Regions from separate parts of the Muntiacus reevesi genome. Here region 1 is linked to region 2. Evidence: chromatin contacts called from public Hi-C data. All regions are on one chromosome and are shown on one strand. Each heading gives the region's core, a stretch centred on a gene start, on an enhancer-like site or on the middle of the called end of the contact. The rest is flanking DNA. Distances are from core to core; before and after follow the strand shown.

Region 1 (3,993 bases), core at 1,334-3,833, 430 kb after region 2:
GAAGGGGAAAAAATTGCAATTGATTGAATGCATTTTCAGACACTGTTTACCAGTAGAATCAGTTCAGTTCAGTCGCTCAGTCATGTCCAACTCTTTGCGACTCCATGAACCGCAGCACACCAGGCCTCCCTGTCCATCACCAACTCATGGAGTCTACTCAAACTCATGTCCATCCAGTCAGTGATGCCATCCAGTCATCTCATCCTCTGTCGTCCCCTTCTCCTCCTGCCCCCAATCCCTCCCAGCATCAGGGTCTTTTCCAATAAGTCAGCTCTTCACATGAGGTGGCCAAAGTATTGGAGTTTCAGCTTCAGCATCAGTCCCTCCAATGAACACCCAGGACTGATCTCCTTTAGGATGGACTGGTTGGATCTCCTTGCAGACCAAGGGACTCTCAAGAGTCTTCTCCAACACCACAGTTCAAAAGCATCAATTTTTCAGTGCTCAGCTTTCTTCACAGTCTAACTCTCACATCCATACGTGACCACTGGGAAAACCATAGCCTTGACTAGACGGACTTTTGTTGGCAAAGTAATGTCTCTGCTTTTTAATATGCTGTCTAGGTTGGTCATAACTTTCCTTCCAAGGAGTAAGCATAGAATAGTTTCCGGCAATTCAGCCTTTTTAAAAAATCTCTATCCAGCAGAAACTTTTAAGTTTATTTTGTACAGATAAACAGACAGATGCATTTTGAATTAGGGTGAACACTACTATCAGTAACTGGCCATCAGGGTAGCAGGTAACATAATTCCTGTGTTCCCATTCAGGGACAGGGTCACAGTAAAGGGGCCAAAGGGGAGTTATGGACATCTATGCACATGCTGATTCACCAGCTCCTCAATGCCACCTCGTGCTGTCCATTAAGATTCAAAACCAGAAGAATGTGTGAACAGATTTTAGTTACACCGAGGGAAGTTTTTCTATCCAGTCACACATTTGTCAATATGTGAACAATGGCACAAATTTATCAGACAGATAATGTTAGTATTATAATCTGTAACCACAAACTAGATGGCAATAAATGTCATTCATAACATTAATTATGTTTTTGACCTTATTGTATTTAACGGTAGTCATAAATAAACTTACCTACTTATTTGGATGGGAATGTTAGCATCACACTAATTACACTGAATAATGAACATGTGAAAGGACAGTTTATCATGTGGTTTAGTATTCTGCAAAATGCAATTTCTACCTGACCCATCTAAATCTTGGGCATTTCTTAAGACACAGAATCTCCATCTATGTCTACTCTCTTGGAATAATGCTATTTTTCTAAATTTCCATAATGCCTACTTTACTATTAAATAAGAAGCAGGAAATGGAGACCTTAATGAGATGATCCAAATCATTGATACATTTCTTTTGATGGTAGACAATAAAAAAAGGAAGGTATAGGCAGAGGAAAGAGAAAGATATTGCTGAAGAATGGCTTCTGATGGTGAGTGATGGGTGTAGTAAGCCGGTTTTTATCTTAGTTTGAGAAGGAGAGGGAAGAGGGATGAGAGGAACAGAGAAGGTCCCCTAAAAAGAATTCAAAAGAAACGAACATGTTTGTCATTATTTCAGTGGAGTTTAAGGTGAGAAATGAAAGCACAGAGGTAACAGAACAGAAAAAAACATAACTTTAGTAGTTAATATTTATTGAACTATTAATTCCATTTTGCAGAGGGGAACCTAAGACACAGAGGGGTTAAATAGCTTGCCCAAATCTACATAGCTCGTTCATGGCAGAGCCTGAATTTCAATCCTTGCAATCTGAACTTCTATTGTAAAACGAGGTACTTAACAAAGCACATAGAGTGAGAACTCTCATAGAGAGGGGATATAGAGACCAAGGTATTAACTGAGAGGGGGAGAAGGCTGCATTAATTTTTTTTTTTTTTTTTTTACCAGTGGGCTAATTATGTGTGTTAGTCGCTCAGTCGTGTCCGACTCTTTGCGACCCCATGGACTGTAGCCCACCAGGCTCCTCTGTCCACGAGATCCTCCAGGCAAGAATACTGGAGTGGGTTGTCATTCCCTTCTCCAGGGGATCTTTCCGACCCAGGAATCAAACTTGAGTCTCCTGCATTGCAGGCAGATCTTTACCATCTGAACCACAAGGGAAGCAGACAACATTTTGTAAATGTTAGCTCATTTAATTCCGCTAACAATTCTGTGAGATAGATACTAGCTCATTTTTCAGACAGGGGCACTTGACATTTGATAAATGATACATACCTTGCACAGAGTTCCATCTCACGCAGGTTCTGCCGCAAGACAAGGAAGACTGAAGGAGACTTGGCAACAGAACGGAACAGGGTAAGGTAAGCAAGTTCAAAGCGAGAAATGCAGGAAAAGTTTCTCACTTAAGCCTAGGCTAGTTCCAGTTTTCAAATCTCCCCGGCCAGCCCGCGAAGGCGTCACAAATCCCGCCCCTCGGCGACGAAGCCACGCCCCCTTCCGCGGAGGGGCTCGGAGCTCCCAATACTGCCCTCCCACCCTTTGACCCCGCCCACTTCTCCAGCATCATTTCCTGTGCGCTGGGCGCTAATTGGTCCGGCAGTCGGAAGTGAGGGCGGGCGGTGGGGCCGTTGCCGCAGTGACAGAGCTGGGGGAGTCCGAAGATGGCGGCGTCGCGTCGCTCTCAGCATCATCACCACCATCATCAACAACAGCTCCAGCCCGCCCCAGGGGCTTCGGCGCCGCCGCCTCCACCTCCCCCCCCACTCAGCCCGGGCCTGGCCCCTGGGACCACCCCGGCCTCCCCTACGGTGGGCAGCCTGGCCCCGTTCGCCTCCCCGAGGCACGGCCTAGCGCTGCCGGAGGGGGATGGCAGTCGGGATCCGCCCGACAGGCCCAGATCCCCGGACCCGGCTGACAGTGCCAGCTGTTGCAGTCCCACGAGCACAATCTGTACGGTCGCCGCCGCTCCCGTGGTCCCGGCGGTTTCTGCCTCATCTGCCGTCGGGGTCGCTCCTAACCCAGCCGGCGGCGGCAGTAACAATTCACCGTCGTCCTCTTCTTCCCCGACTTCTTCCTCCTCTTCCTCTCCATCCTCCCCCGGATCGAGCTTGGCGGAGAGCCCCGAGGCGACCGGAGTTAGCACCACAGCACCACTGGGGCCTGGGGCTGCGGGCCCGGGGCCAGGGGTCCCAGCAGTGAGCGGGGCCCTGCGGGAACTGTTGGAGGCCTGTCGCAATGGGGACGTGTCCCGGGTAAAGAGGCTGGTGGACGCGGCAAACGTGAATGCTAAGGACATGGCCGGCCGGAAGTCTTCTCCCCTGCACTTCGCTGCAGGTCAGAGACTTTTTGAATTGTTTATTAAGGGTTTTGGTGTTTGGCACTGGAGGGTCCGGGTAGGGAAAGAAAACGAGTTATGATGATGGGAACGATGGGGGCGTGGTGATGATGCCTCAGTACTTCTCGGGAAGCCTTGAGATTCCTTTCTTTAGGTGGTGTCAGGGTGACGGGGGCGTGGTAGGGGAACGTGTGAGTCCCTTCTTTTTAGTTTGCACAGTGATCCTCGTGCTCATCCCCAACCTCCCGTAGTGGTCGTCTCAGGACATGGATATACTTAAACTTTTTCAGTTCCGAGTGTGTCGGAATAAAGTTAGATCTAAGCAGTGTTAGAATAGTTTTGTCGTGCGTTTACTCATTTCCTTTTTACAGGAGTAATGTCGCATGAGGACAAACTAGCCCAAGAGAAGTTTAATAAAACTCAACAAGTGTTAAGTAGCTATCGTAACCTTATCATTAATATAAGAGACTTAAATGTGAGACTTAAATGAAGTTAGTGAAACTTTCTCCCCTTTTGAGGTAGTGTACAGTCCGATTTGGTAGATCAAAATGTGCCTATGTGAAACAGCTGTAGAAAAATATTTGGTTGCATTATGTGATGGCAGAAGAAAAGGCTTTCAAGTTCTGGCAACTGCTGTCTGTTGGTTGTGTAACATAATTTTCCTTATCTCAGTAGCCTCCATCTCCTCATGGGCAAAAATGTATATG
Region 2 (4,185 bases), core at 1,166-3,665:
CACACCTGAAACATTTAGGAAGGCTCTCCCCCTTGAGCTGTCCAATTTGGGGAAGTCATTTTCTTAGGTGGAAGGCATTGGAATTATTGGAATTTTTCCCTAGATGTACCTGGAGAGTAACAGCAAAATCACCATTTACAGAACATGGGTCTCCTGCATGCTGATACCATACAGCGAAAGGAAAGCGTGAAATATGGTGCTATTTCTTGAACATTCCAGGCACGTTGTCAGCGCTGGGCCTTTTCATTTGTTGTTTGCACTGCCTGCAATTCTCTTCCCTTAGAGAGCCTCACAGTTGGCTCCTTCCCTCCTTCAGGGCTTTGCCCAAGTAGCACATCATCAGAGAGACCTCCCATAACCATTCTATTTAAACTCCAAGACCCTTTCCCACAGAATCATCCCCACCTTCCTCTTACCTGCTTAATTTTCCTCCATATGTAAATGTTTTGCTTATTTCTTTTGTTTGTTGCCTTTATTTCACTTCCTGAACATAAACTCATGCAGAGTTTTTGTCATTTTGTTCAGTGCTCATTCCTGGCAGGTAGAAGATGCTCCATAAATCTTTGCTGAATAAGTGAATGGTTATTGTATCTTAGCCTTTCCATAGATACTGGCAACAGTACTAAGGTATAAGCTCATCATCTGAAGTGTAGAGAAATGATCAACCAATCCTTGGTAGTGAATCTTCTTTGCTTAACAACTGAGATACAATAATTAAATCAAAAAGTTCAAGCAGAAAATTTGTAGTTAGCACTTACTAATGTTCACATATTGTGAATCCTGATAAGTGTTTACTGGAGCATTTTTTCTTTGAGAGAGATGCAATTAGCAATTCTTATTAATTTTCTGTAGTTGTATGTCAGGACTCACAATCATTATCTGAAAACAAATAAACCCTAGGAAAAAGAGATGATCAGAGCTGTGCTTTATAAATCTTTGTGATTTTTAACTCTATAAACCTTTGTTTATAAACACAAAGGTGAGTCTGTAGTTACAAGAGAAAAAATACAGTCCACTTAGAAAGAAGCAGGTGATTTCAGAAGTAAAAAATTGGTGGTAGATTTCCAATTGTGTCCCTTTTGCCGTTAGGGAATTATATGTCCTCGCCCACTGCCATGGGCCTTGAAGTGATCCTATACTCATTAATTATTTTTATAATAATGCAGAATAACAAACCATCCTAGTGGCTTACAATAAGCATTTAATTTTCTTCCTCCCAAAGACTGCAAGTCAGCTGGGATGGTTCTGCTTCAGGATGTGGCTTTCCTGGACTTGTTTGTCTGAAAAAGTCTTTGTTTCATCCTGTTGAGTATAGAATTCCAAGTTGACAGTTTTGTTTTGCACTTTAAAGTTGTCATATCATTTTCTTTTAGCTTGCAGTTTCTAATAAGAAGTCTATGAAAACTTACTATTATTTCTCTGTGCATAATGTGCCTTTTTTCACTACTGTTTTTAAGATTTTCTCTTTAAGCTTTTGAGGGGTCTACAATAGCTTTTCCTTTAGACCCCAGAGTCTAGGGCTAGTTTATGTCACTACTAAGGGATGACATTTCGAGGGTCTCTATTGCATATTCCATTCAACAACTGTATTCAACAGTCTCCCCACTCTGGCTCCAGGGAACTCAAATGATTCCTAGTCCTGTGAACTCTGAAAATTGTTTGGCTTACTGCTCCCCCATAATTGCTCTTTCCTGGCCTTGTGGAATAGTCACAGAACATATTCACTGATTTTTATTCAGTTAAAGATGCAGATTTCTGAAGCTTTTTCTCCATGAACTCGGCCTCATAAATTCCAACCAATTTGGTCTCCCCAAAATCCAATCACCGTCTACTCCATTCGGTAAGACCTGTCGTCTCAGGGAGACCCTAGGCTCTGTTTAAGTTCCTCTTGTACTTGCAAACTGGAAACTGCCTCTGGACAGAGACCCAGAGTCATACCCGGCTCATCTCATTTGTTTCTCTTCTTTCAGGTAAAAGGACTGGATCTGCCTGCCGTCCGATGTCTGAAAACAGTTATTTTCACATTGCTCAGTTTCTCAATAAGTCCCAGACCCATTTCTTCTTGTCCAGTAGTGGGCGTCTTAAATGCCTTGTGGAAAACGCAGATTGTTTTATAAACGTTATTTTCTGTGGTTAAAATTCACCTCTCACTAGGGCACTCCTCGTTTACTTCTCAGGAGTTGGTGATGGATCATTTCCTCTGGTGGTCTGCTCCAAGGACCAGAGTCCGGACCCTGGCGCCGCTTCCACTCCGCGCCGGCAGCGTCCTCTTTCTCCCGCGCGCGCCTCCCTCCCGCTTGGCCCCTCCCACCTTTCTTCTTGCCCCTCCCTCCTCGTTTCTCCAGCCCCCGTCGACGGAAGCCCTCGCGTTCCGCGCGCCGGCTCACTGCGCCTGCGCGGCGTCTGGACGCCTCACGTTCCCGGAAGTGGGAGGTACCCGCTCGAGTTTGTGTGGCCGCCGCCGCGGGAACGCGAGCCCGGTAATTTTTCAACGGAGAAAGGCTAGGCTTTCGGGCTTAGACGGGTGAGAGTGAGCGAGTGGCGGGCTCCAGCAGCTCCCTTCTGACGTGACACGCAACATGGAGAATGAGCAGACCCTCCAGCCTGGCGGCGAGGCCGTGGCTCCCGGGCGTCGCGCGTCTCCCGGGTCGGAGTGCGGGGACGAAGCCCAGCGTCCGAATCCCGAGGTAAGAATCTGCCCGCGCGCCCCTGAATTAAGAGGGTTTCCTGCGGGAACCGCAGCCCGTGCGCCCTGGGACCCTAGCCCTGGCCGCCTTTCCTGGCCTCAGCTGCGGGAGCCGTTCTCTGGGGGTAGTTGTCATTGAGCCCTTTCTAGTTCCAGGTACCGTCTGGAAGTAAGTCAACAGCCCAGACGAACTGAGTGTGCGAACTGAGGTTTTAGACGTCTGAGTGGTAATTCTGCTCTAAACTTTCTGAGTTAACAATCGGTTACACGGTTGCTATCGTCATTCCAGGTAGCCCTGGTCTGTAATTGGTAGTTTTTGTTTTTAGAAATCTCACCTCAGCTCCAAGTATGTCACTCCTTAAGACTTTTAAGACCATCTCCCAGCCTCGGCAGAAGGTAACTGTGCCTGTTGGCTGGGACTTCGTCTATGGTTTTTGGACCATTTTACTCCTGCTTCGTATAAACATAATGTATGAGTGATGTTGTTAATGATTTTGACAGCTCAGTGGTAGATCCTACAGTGACAAAGTTGTAAAGACGGTCTTAAAACGTCTTTAATCATCATCTTTGATAGGTATAATTATTGTTGACTAGCTGCAGACTGTAAATAATACCAAAACTGGTCATTTTCTATTAATAATATAGAAATACTCAGTGCCTCGTAGTGTGGGTAGTTGGAGGAGGCGTCCTAACTTTTGCTCTTTCCACCTACAGTCAATTCTCCACATAGCAGCTGGAATAATCTTTAGTAACATGAATCTGACTGGGTTTCTCCCCTCCTAAATCTTCAGTTTGCCAGCCCCAGGACTTGGCTCCTACCTCCATTGTTAGCTGTACCTCTTCCCACTTGCTCTCAGTGGCCACCATCCTTGGTGTTATGGTGGGTGGTCTTTCTTGTTAAAGGTCTTTTGTGTGCTTTCTTTGCCCTGAGTCTTTGAATAGTTATCTGGTTCACCTTATGATGATACTTTCAGAGAGGCCTCCATATCTCTTCTCTAAAGAACCATTTCTACTCTGCCATCCTTCTTCAGTTTAAGATACTGTCAATAACATCGTCATGTGAGTTGTACAAAAATAATTTTTAAAAGTTTATGTTTAATGAGAGTAGCGTGATTGAATACACTTTATTTAAATATCTTAAAACTTTGAGCTAAAAACAAACAGAACTGAGCTATAGTGACTCAAGGCCCGAATCTGTGTTCCTGGTTGGTTTTAGTGACTGTCATATTTGTTAAAAACCTGTTGTTGGATGCTTTTAATAAATGATGATACAGTCCTTTTTTTTTTCAGGCTTAAGTAAGCAAGTTTGGATTTCAGCTAAGTAAATTTTTTTTATCCTTTATATCAACAAAAGTATTTTCACAAATGAATAGGTATTACATTTTTATGTTTTTTTAACGAAGTAGGTTCAAATTTCATCAGAACTCTTCTTTGGGAAAGATTTTAATCAAGTTTAATTCTGCTTCTGATTTCTTTAATGTGTAGATTCAGAGGCTTTT

What was found. Hi-C and Micro-C count contacts between places; a contact is called where the count stands out from the background.
Region 1: a Hi-C map of muscle shows a contact between it and region 2, with 6 times the contacts expected there. The contact joins the promoter of TNKS here to the promoter of ERI1 in region 2. A contact is called at or near these places in 2 of 3 Hi-C or Micro-C datasets (blood and muscle).

The regions. Positions count from the first base shown.
Region 1 is chr10:66,647,794-66,651,786 of mMunRee1.1, forward strand. TNKS (tankyrase) reads left to right here and starts at 2,584. Exons shown (of 27, transcript XM_065946583.1): 1 at 2,584-3,285. The coding sequence starts at 2,613.
Region 2 is chr10:66,220,015-66,224,199 of mMunRee1.1, forward strand. It overlaps ERI1 (exoribonuclease 1), which reads left to right and starts at 2,416. Exons shown (of 6, transcript XM_065946859.1): 1 at 2,416-2,687. The coding sequence starts at 2,580.